2 separate regions of the Pan troglodytes genome follow, and region 1 is linked to region 2. A link is a contact called in public Hi-C data. All regions are on one chromosome and are shown on one strand. Each heading gives the region's core, a stretch centred on a gene start, on an enhancer-like site or on the middle of the called end of the contact. The rest is flanking DNA. Distances are from core to core; before and after follow the strand shown.

Evidence for each region. A called contact is a pair of places that touch in the nucleus more often than the background predicts.
Region 1: a contact with region 2 is called in a Hi-C map of induced pluripotent stem cells, with 3 times the contacts expected there. The contact joins the promoter of CCNH here to the promoter of LOC112209211 in region 2. A contact is called at or near these places in 3 of 7 Hi-C or Micro-C datasets (induced pluripotent stem cells and stem cell-derived neural progenitor cells) and 1 of 1 datasets of contacts at active chromatin or transcription factors (stem cell-derived excitatory neurons).

Annotation. Positions count from the first base shown.
Region 1 is chr4:28,736,974-28,742,585 of NHGRI_mPanTro3-v2.0_pri, forward strand. It overlaps CCNH (cyclin H), which reads left to right and starts at 1,569. Exons shown (of 9, transcript NM_001082413.2): 1 at 1,569-1,924; 2 at 3,256-3,378; 3 at 5,242-5,315. The coding sequence starts at 1,808.
Region 2 is chr4:27,450,118-27,455,377 of NHGRI_mPanTro3-v2.0_pri, forward strand. It overlaps LOC112209211, which reads left to right and starts at 2,172. Exons shown (of 5, transcript XR_008547911.2): 1 at 2,172-5,102.

The DNA.
Region 1 (5,612 bases), core at 319-2,818, 1.3 Mb after region 2:
AGACAGTTAATTTAGACAGAGCCCAATTCCTACTACATCTGAAAAATAAGATCAATGTCAATTTTCATGGACTAAAATTTGTTCAAGATTTAAAAAAAATTACACCAGCAATGCCAGGTTTTTCATATATTTTTCCTAAATGACATTCAGAAATTTTACTCATATCTCTGTGGAAATCACAGTCTGCCAACTCTTTTAAATACCTATTTTTATTTTCCTTTACATAAAACTAAGGAGTTGTCAAATATCTTTCAGAAAAACAAAATGAAAAGAGTTTATATGATATATATAACTGTCATGAGTCTAAGACTTTATATAGACATTTAATTATCTAGATCACTTATTTTCCTATCTTTTGTACCATTATGTTTTTCTCTTTTAAATTATTCTTTCCCCAACATGCAACATTTTAGGTTGTTCACAATTCATTGTAATCAATTTGCCATGCCATTTGATCTTCTCTCTTTTTCTCTCTTTTCTTAGCCAATTTATGAGATCAGGTTAGCCACATATGTTGAGTGTGTGGCTCTCCAAAATTATAAACCACAAATGGCATAAGTTTGAGGAATTCAGATAACTGTGGCAAACTCTAACCTCAACTGTACCCAACAAAAATGAAAAAGAAAAGGCTTTCCCTTTCTTAAGCCCCTAAAAACATTTTCATAGAAAGCAGAGTTAAAGTCATCCTGCCACTTCTTCTTTTTACCTGTGTGGGCTTTTCAAGACCTAAATTCTCTAGGTCTCATCATCTTTCTCTTTCTTTTTATTTATTTATTTTTTGGAAAAGCTATTTGCCATAGGGAAATCCATTTTTCGGATTGGATATATAATAAATACATGAGAGAATAAGGTATGCCTAAATGGGACAAACCAGAATCAATGTAAATTTTGAACCTCACCTGCAATTTTGAAAGTCCTAGTAATTTAAGAAATAGTAAATACCTTAATTTTCATGATAGCTTACTGTAAGGCTCCCTAGAGGCAATGAAAATGGGAATCTCAACAAAACGAATACTACCATACATCCTGGCTTCAGAGATGAAAACAGAGGGAGAGGATTGGCTAGTTATCAACAGAAGGGTAAGGAAAAAAAACACAGAGAAAGAACAGACAAGGCAACAAAAGTGGCAGAACTGTAAGGGCCAATACGCATCCACTGCTTCAAGTTTTTCAGCCATGTTCCATTCTCTGAGATTTCTGGTAGTGCTTCAAGAATACTGGTCTCCAAACTCTTCCTGAAAAGGGCTAGGAATGCTTCTGCCTGAAGATCTTACCTATTCTTTCTGGGTTCCGTGATCTCCCTACATGATTGATCAACCTACTATTTCAACTTTTTCAAGCCTTTTCACAAATGTCAACTTCAGTGAGGCCTCTATTTAAAAATGAGCACCCTACGAAATCCTTTCCTCATTTCTGATTATCCCCTGTGAATTTACATCTGCCTACTCCATACCCTCAGTTTATGCCGCTTGAACACTCTTGCCGGGCGCTTCTCCTTTAAATCTTGTCTGGAAGGGGCGGAGCTATGTCCCAGGCTCACTGAGAGGCGCGTTCTCTAGGCTCCGCCCACCTACGTCTCAGCGGGCGTCCTAACGAACCCGGGATACGGTCTCTTCCTAGTCCGTTCCGGAAATGCAACTGCGTACGGGCTGGCCTCGTAATCGTGGCGTCAGCGCGCCCGCGCCGGCTGGCCGGACGCCCTAGGCTTCCGCGAGATCTTCGGTGGGGGTAAGGGTGTTTTACGCCAGGACGCTGATGCGTTTGGGTTCTCGTCTGCAGACTCTCTGGACCTGGTCACGATTCCACAATGTACCACAACAGTAGTCAGAAGCGGCACTGGACTTTCTCCAGCGAGGAGCAGCTGGCAAGACTGCGGGCCGACGCCAACCGCAAATTCAGATGCAAAGCCGTGGCCAACGGGAAGGTGAGGTTTTCCCAACGGTTGCCCAGTTGCCCGGTCACTAAATTCTGAGCAGCTGCGGGAGCTCTTCTGGCTCCCAGGACAATCTCGCTCCGTCATTTCTCTGCCTCTGCGGCGCGGAGTGCGTTTATCTATCAAAATAAGCGAGCACCTTGCCAGGTTCCGTGGGTACAAAGACGAACAACGCCATCCCCGTCGTCGAATGGCAGACAAGTAACCAGTCTTTGTAACGCAGTGAAGAAGAGAGTAAGTAGTGTGCTAAGGTAGTGCGTGGCAAGAGCCGTTCACTTGTCAAGAGGTGATGTTGGGGAAGGTTTTTCCCAGTAGCCAATGCGGAGAAAATGGGAAAGGACGTTCCAGGCAGTCAGAACCACCGTTCAGAGTGGGAGAGAGGTCAGAAGTTACAGAGATGGTGCGTGGACGTGTTTGTGGTCGTATGTGGCCGAAGTTGAGTACCTGTGTAGGAATGGCTGGGGAGGGTAGGAAGGGAACTTGTAAGTGGAAGTGAGGCGTTTAACATTTCCACTGAAAGGATGAGGAACCTTTGAAATATTTAAAATGGGAAGCTAACCTTATCAGATTTCCGTTCTGGAAACAGCGCTCTAGCAACCTCGTGGTGAATGGGTTGGATGAGGGAGGGAGACCAGAGACCAAGTACAAACCAAGTGACTGAAGATGGTTTGGACTATGGCCCGCTAGCCAAGTTCCTTCTGTTACAGCTCTCGGACTGGTTTAATCTTTCCTACAAGCTCCACTCCAGCAAGTGTTCAGTGCCTCCAAATTACCGATACTGAGTTACTTTACTTTCTACCTTTAATTCACATCTATTTCATATCACTGATTTTAGCACCTGAATTAGTTTCCTAAGGGCTGCCTTAAAAAAATCACCACAAACTGGGTAGCTTAAAATAACAGAAATTAATCGAAACATTTGCCGTTTTTTTACAACTTGTGACGTAATGACTGACCGAGAAACGGATGTTGGAAGCTTTCCAATCATATTTTTAAAAGTCTGTCTACTTTTTAATTTATAAATAATGATATCACAACTGTGAGCATGTGCACACAGCCTGTCATGATTGTTTATACTTTAATGAAGCAAAGTTCTAGCTCACATTCCGAAAAGTCGTGAAATGATGGTACAGTTTTAGTTTATTAAATATTTTCCTACAGCTATTTTGTGTAATGATTAGCGAATCTATAAAGAAAATGAGGCGTGATATATACCCTTCGTTGGATATATAAACTAAATTTAATCTAGATAGAGAAAAATGTTTTACAATTGTTTAATTCATTGAATTCATTGAACTTGTGTTGTAATTGTTGATCTAAAGGTTCTTCCGAATGATCCAGTCTTTCTTGAGCCTCATGAAGAAATGACACTCTGCAAATACTATGAGAAAAGGTTATTGGAATTCTGTTCGGTGTTTAAGCCAGCAATGCCAAGGTCTGTTGTGGTAAGTTACAGTGGTGATGAAATATAATGTCCTTTAGTTGGCTTGTGAAATGTGACCTCTTCTAAATTCCCTGTCCACTCAAGTCTTAAAAATTCACCTTAGTTACAATTAATTAGTTTTTGGCACATTATATATTTTTCAATACAGGCCTTAAATCATGAGTTGCTGTATCATATCTTCAAAAGTATTTCAAGTCTCACTTTGTGGTCAGAAAAAAATTTGAGGTCAGGTAATGTCATAAAGAAAGAAAAAAAATAAGTTACTTTCCTCTAAGTTCTCAACTAGTGAGCCATAGGACTGGGACTAGAACATAGACTACTGCTTTTCCAACTCTGTGACACCCAATAAATGTTTGAAATAATGCATTCATTCATCATTGGTAATCATATGCCCCAGCTGAAACTGATACCATAAGATTTTTTTAAGCCTTGATTAGTAGAAGCTGGAGTTTTATCTTTGGTTAAAAAGATTGTCTTATTGTTTCAGATGTATGGTTCTGAGGACCTATTTGTTTTTTGCTGGGGTGGGCAACCGTGAGGAGAAACAGGTAGCTGAGATTAAAAAGCAGAAAGATAAAAAAGGTAGAGTGGGAGGGTGTTCAAAATGTTTTTACGTTATTCTCTCACTGGTTTGTTGTGAAGACCAAATATAAAAGTATATCTTAAGTAAAAGTCTGTTAAGTTTTAAAGTTATACAGTGTGACTAGCTTACGACCCAGTAGAGAATAATTTTCTAGGAAATTATCTCCATTTTTATAGTTGAAAAAAAATTGAAGTATGTTGAAAATATTAAGTCCATAGAATTTACAATTTTTTTTTCATCTGAGATGTCAAAGATTCAGAGAGAGTTTTAGGTATACTTGATTAGTTTATATCTTCAGATTTGGCTTGTTCTTACAAAAGAACTGTAAAATGAGGCAGTAAATTTAAGTGATCTTATCAAATGAAGAAAAAATCCTTTAATGAACTTCTTTATGGAATTTATTTTTAAATAACATGTTTATCATTGGTGAATAATTTTTTGTTTTACATAATGACAAAACTAAACTTTTAAAATACTTGAAATATTCTTTTTTCTATCATAAAATAGATAAGTGTTCATTTCATTGGTTCCAGCCAAATGATATAATGGTTAAAAGTACAGGCAGGTCTTACTTGAATTCATTCCTGTTCCTTATTAGCTGTGTGACCTAGATAAGTCAGTTAACCTCATTGATACTCAGTTTCCTTCTCTGTAGAGATAATAATACTTCACCAAGCTGTTGTAAGGATTAAAACATGATGATAGTTTCGTGCTTAGCACAGAGTCTGGCACATGGTATACATTCAATAAATGGTAGTGCTGCTTCTGCCATTCAGTTGGCAGCAGTGATCACAAATCATGGAATGGATACATGGTTATATCACAAATATGGAGTGGCTTTAGAGAGAAGGCTTATTGCCTTGCCCATGTTTTTTTGTCAATATTTTTATAAGATTGGTTAATCTGTGAACGTTTGTATTTTTCTTCCTGAATTTATCTAATTCAGAACATTTTTGATAGTCTGATTTCTAATACACACACACACACACACACACACACACACACACACACACACGTATTTTTAAATCCAGTGACCATAGGAAGGATTAGCCAGTGTAGGCTGGGGATAGACAAGCAAAGGATGGGAAAGAATCTTTTGGCTATGGCATTTCTGTAGTAATTCATCACAATTTGTTTTGATTAAAGAAGAATTAATGAGTATTAGTATTTTTCTGGGTAATCTCTACAAAGAAACCTTTCCATAAATAAGTTCTGTTTCACAAAATTTAACATTTAACATTTGTGACTAGATCCTGATGATATATTTTTTTTAACCCTTAGGGTACGGCTTGTATGTATTTCAAACGTTTTTATCTTAATAACTCAGTAATGGAATATCACCCCAGGATAATAATGTGAGTATGTCTGTCTAATATATTGTTTTCATTTAAGAAGACCTTTATAATCTTTTGAGTATTTTTTGGGAGGAGAGAATTGTGAGAGAGAGAGAGAGAGAACTGACTTCCTAATACAGGGTAATTTAGACTTGAATTCTATTTCTTTTTGTTTATTCAGAACTTGAGATCTCTATTTACCTGTACTTCAGTAATTCTGATGGCATCTGAACTTCAGCTTGTCCAGATTCAAATTTTGTTTTTCTCAAATTAGCTACTTCTCTAACATCTCTTCCTATTAGACACCTTTGTTCTTCC
Region 2 (5,260 bases), core at 922-3,421:
CAGATACTTTTCTACAGTTGATTGAAGAAACAAGGAAGCCAGATACAAAGGGTGCCTAAAGAAGGAAGGAAATGAAAGCAAATGGAAAAATGACTAGATGCACTACAGTTTATTTTTCCTGCTTGCAGTTTTACCTAAAAGGATGGTGACTGTCACTGTACCTCTAACTTGTGAGAGAATCATGTTAATTATTTTTGTGTGCACAGCACCAACCATAGAGTGCCATACTATGGATGTTTGCTGAATTAATGAATAAATGAATGCAAGTATTCAATGATTACTATACTCTTGATATTTTGTAAAATCTATGCGTAACACAATCCCTTGCTACTAGCAAGTTGTCTTCTAAAAGAAATGGTGTACATAGCAAGTATTCTTTCCAACTAGCTATTTCTCTGCATTAATTTCTAAACCAGGTTCTGCCTTCTCCCAAACCACTTTAGCTTCTGGTTAAGAAATGTATTGTTACTAGAAAACAAAACAGAACTGGTGTTTTTTTGTATGCATAATATATACAAATGAAGAATGGCTAATGATCGAGATATCCAAAAGATGACCTATATCACAAATAGACATATTTAATCATTTATTCAATATTTACTGAGTATCTGCTGTGTAATGAGTAAGGCAGGCAAAGTCCCTGACCTCTTGGTGGTTCCTGTAATAGAAGTATATTTAAAAGTGTAAACGAATATAGAAACAAAGCTCTTTCAGATTATTACAGATTCTATTTTTAAAATACAAATGTGGTAGAGAGTGATGGGGTAATGGGTTGAGCTAGTTTGGCCTAGGAATGCTTCCTGAGAATGCAATGAGCATGCAATCATGTTAATTTCTGTGGGAAGTGTTCCATGCATAGAGAACACCAATTATAAAGGGAAGAAGCAAGTGTTCTGGGGACAGAAAGGTGAATGTGGTTTCAACATAGGAGAAGAGTAGTCTTCTTTCTAGCACAAGCCCAATAATTTAAATTGTCATTGAATGATCTTTTAAAATTAATGTCTAAGAATTATAAATGGGTCTTCTACTGTCTAAATTTTAAATCTGTCTTAGCTATTTTTTTTTAATTCAGCTATCTTATGTTCCAGATATGCTAGGTTTCAATTCTTTCCCTAATGGGCTTTCTTCATAATTGCACTGATGAGTATTTAAGCATTTATGACAGGCCAGCCTTAAAAGAGTGAGTTTATGTAGTACCATTATGTTCCCCTTACTAAAGTTAGACAACAAAGAGTATTCCCTCCAAACGTGTTCATTAAGATTCATATCTGATTTGAAAAGCTTGAAGGAATTGTGGCCAAAGATTTGCACATTAACACATTTATAACCATCAATACATTAGCCTAGGCTCATTTTATCAAATGACCCAGTCATTACCTTGGGAAGCAAAGAGCAGGGCCCTCAAAGATTAGAAGAAAGGTAAGCTAAGTTTGTTGATGAAGGAGAAAAACAAAAAAAGCTCAATACACAATACGTGATGAAGACAAAACTATTTTTTGCTCAAAATTTTAGCCATTCTAAACCGTGGTTCTCATGTGTTTTTGCATGAAAGTATAAATATTTCCTTGCTGCAATCAAATCTGAGAGATTACAAAGCAGATGAATGTTATTTTTCTAGGGCTAGCTATGATACATTACATTTCTCTTATGTGGTGTTGTGATTGTATCTCACTGCTGATTGTGTCTTACCAGACTTTGTGCTTTCCTTGGTTTTAAAAGTAATGGCAATGGTAAACACATCATAACAATAGCTTTAAAATGTTAGTATTTAGTATTATGGTATCAGCTATTTTAATTCGAGGATAATCTAATAGTAAATCGAATGTGACTGTAAAACAACATTTTAAAAAATAGCTGCCATTGAAGACCTTCTTTGGGATGGCACACATAGTTCTGAATGTCTGCAACAGTCAGAGGATATGCTATTCAAATTGGCATATCATCCTCAGTTGAAGGTGACATCTTCTGCTTTTTTTTTTCAAAAATACCATTTTAAGGAAAAAATAAACTAATGAGGTTCATTTTCTCATGTGTCTCAGAAATAGATTCTAATGACAAAATGAATGGGAGGAAGAGAAAGGGAAAATGGATGAGGAGGAGAAAAATGAGGATGAGAGATAGAGGAGGAAAAAAGGAGGAAGCGGAGAAATAGAAGAATCCAAATATATTGTAAAAAGACACTTTATTCAAATAAGTACATAATCTCACAGCTGAATACTTTCCATGAATATTCTGACACATTTATTTAAATTTTTGAAATTTTACTTTATGCATGTTATAATGTAAAATAGAGGATGAATCTCTTTTTATAATTTTATCTCATTTATGTTAAATACAAAGATATTCTAGATCAGAACTAACAAGATGAAAGTAATTTATTAAAAGTATGAAATTTCATTAAAGTAGTATTTAATTTTTTGTGTGTTGGCATGATTGGTCTATTACCAACAACCTTCAAGGAGCTCACTCTTTTATAATCTTTATTCCTGGTGCTTGATTTTCCTCTTTATATCAATCCACTATGTGTTCCACAATTCTAATCTCAGATTTAAAAAATAAACGGTCAAAGGGAGTGGCAAAATGTTTGAATTGCTTTCAGAGGTTTGATGGTAGGACCCAGAAGACATAGAGATTGCCAGAATTAACATAACAGAGGATTCAATGTGCTCCTGTGAGAAGCATTGATTGGGGTGGGAATACAAGTCTGTTTCAAGCTTTCTGTACTGGTAGTAACTACTCACAGCTTCTACTCTTGCTTCTTAACCATAGCTTTCCTTTTTTTTTCTTTCCAGGGCTATAAGATTTTTATTTGATTTCAATAATCTTCCACCTGTATCTCCTTTTTACTTATAATGAAAAATTTCAGTTCTGTAAGACACCAATATAATGACTTACTTGCTTTATCTCATAATATATAAACAGTTGCAAAATATGAATAACAGCACTACAACTAGCAATATGATGATTGCTTAACAGCTAAAGATTATTTTTAGGGTTTTTTTTTTGCCGTGATTATTTCTTAAGGTATAAAAAGTCAAATTACTACACAGCTTTCCTTTATAATGGGCAACCAAGTACCATAGGTTGAAGGGCCACTCTTCAGCAGTTATAGCCTCACTTGAAAACCCGGCTGACCTCTGCTAAGAGCTTCCACTTAGCGGTTGGTAGTTGTGTTCAGACTCTGCCTCTGCTACTTACTAGCTCTATACCTTTGTGAAAGCCATTTAATGTCTCTGCCTCAGTTTTCAAATTGGAAAGAAGAGAGGGAGGAAGAAAAACAGAAGGAAAAACCCTATTTTACATGGTTGTTCTCAGACTGAGTAAGAAAAAATATATAAAGCATTTACCTCAATGCCTAGAGCTTAAAAATTATTAAGCAAATGGTAACTATATTATTTAGCTCATGAGCCAAATTCTTTCCAGATAAAATTTTTAGAAATCAATAGAAATAAAACTTGCCACGTAAAAACAATTTTCCACCTTCAACAGAAATATATGGGCAGGTAAATTCTGTCTTATGCAAACTTTTGTGGTTCTTTAAAATTAACCGTAGGAGGAAAAAGATTTACAATGTATTTTGGGGGGGAGGGGCGGGAATGGCAGTGAGGGAGACAAGAAATATGTAGGGAAAATCATCTTAGAAAAAATAAAGCTTCTTAAAATTGATCTAAAGCAGAGGGTGGAAACTGAGGCCGGGAGATTATTACTCGTCCACGCTTACAGGGTGGGGTGGGGCAGCGTTCTCCAGGGTTTCGCCTTTGCCGAAGACCCGCTCCACCTTCTTTCGACCCAGATGCCCTTGTCGGGAAGAGTATGCTGTCCTCAGTGCCTGGGCCAAGCTCACAAGCCCTCGTCTGTTCCAGGAATTCCAGTCCAAGCTCAGTCCTCTCTCCATCCCGGGGCATCCTAAGCGTGTCTTTGAACCGCACTGTGGAGTTTCACTCCGAAAGTCCTTCTTACAGAGCAACTCCAAGGATGGGCCGAAAAGCACATAGAGAAAATGGAACAGTGCGAAGTTGGAAGGTCCGTGCGGGTGGCAGCGCCAGTGTGGGGATGAGATGCTCACAGGACGGTTTTTAGGCGGCTCACAAGGGTTTTTTCTTTTCTTTTCTTTTCTTTCTTTCTTTTTTTTTTCTTTCTTTTTTTTTTTTTTTTTTTTGAGACGGAGTCTCGCTCTGTAGCTCAGACTGGAGTGCAGTGGCGCGATCTCCGCTCACTGCAACCTTTGCTTCCCGGGTCCCGGTTCAAGCGATTCTCCTGCCTCAGCCTCCCGAGTAGCTGAGATTACAGGCGCGCGCCACCATGCCCAGCTAATTTTTGTATTTTTAGTAGAGACGGGGTTTCACCATGTTGGCAAGGCTTGAACTCCTGACCTCGTGATCCGCCCGCCTTGGCCTTCCAAAGTGCTGGGATTACATGCGTGAGCCACCGCGCCCGGCCTCACAAAAGTGTTTTTGAAGGCTCCATTCCCGAAGACTGAGTGAGGTATTCGATATCCTCCTCCCTCATTGAAAAGTTGTTTAACAGGAATCTAAGTTCATGCCGTTTGATTCCCAAGACTTCTCCAAGCCGCAGTGTAGAGCAGGAAAATCGACTAATATTACTGCTCAGATTATCATCATAGTGGCCATTTAAGATGGAATGCGACATCAAGGGTAAACTACGCATTGAAAAATTCACTTTCAGACCTCCCTTCCGTGCCTCAGTCTCCGGCCAGTCCTTTTCCCCATTCGCCATTCAGGCACTAAAATTTTGCAGTTTGAGAAAAAGAAAAGTGAGGAAAACACAAGAGAAAAAACGCGAGGCTTTTCGGGTTCTTTTTTATATATGGAATAGCTTATATAGTCCAATTTTATTTTCTAAATCGCCCCACACATAAAACGTATAACTCTAGCCAAGACGAAGGAAAAAAGAAATGTAATAGTTGGGAGCAGAGAGAAATAGCCAGCACCACCCCCCAGCGCAGAGCCGGGGCGCGGGGCCTCGGGTCGCCCCCTCCGGCTCCTCTGACCCGAGACTCGCCAGGTCTTGGACGTCCTCAGCCTGCGACACCGTTCCCAGGACGGCTCATCACCTATTATCTCGGACTCCAGATTTTGTGTGTACGTGTGAAAATTTTCCACAAGAAAGTGGGAAAGATTGTCGGTCCTGTTCCCAGCGGGTGGGGGCTGGTGGGGGGTTCTTGTCTGTCTTTGAGTCTTTCCATCCGCACCATCAGCTGAGGGACAACAGGGTGGGGGTGGGAGGGGGAGTGTAGGGG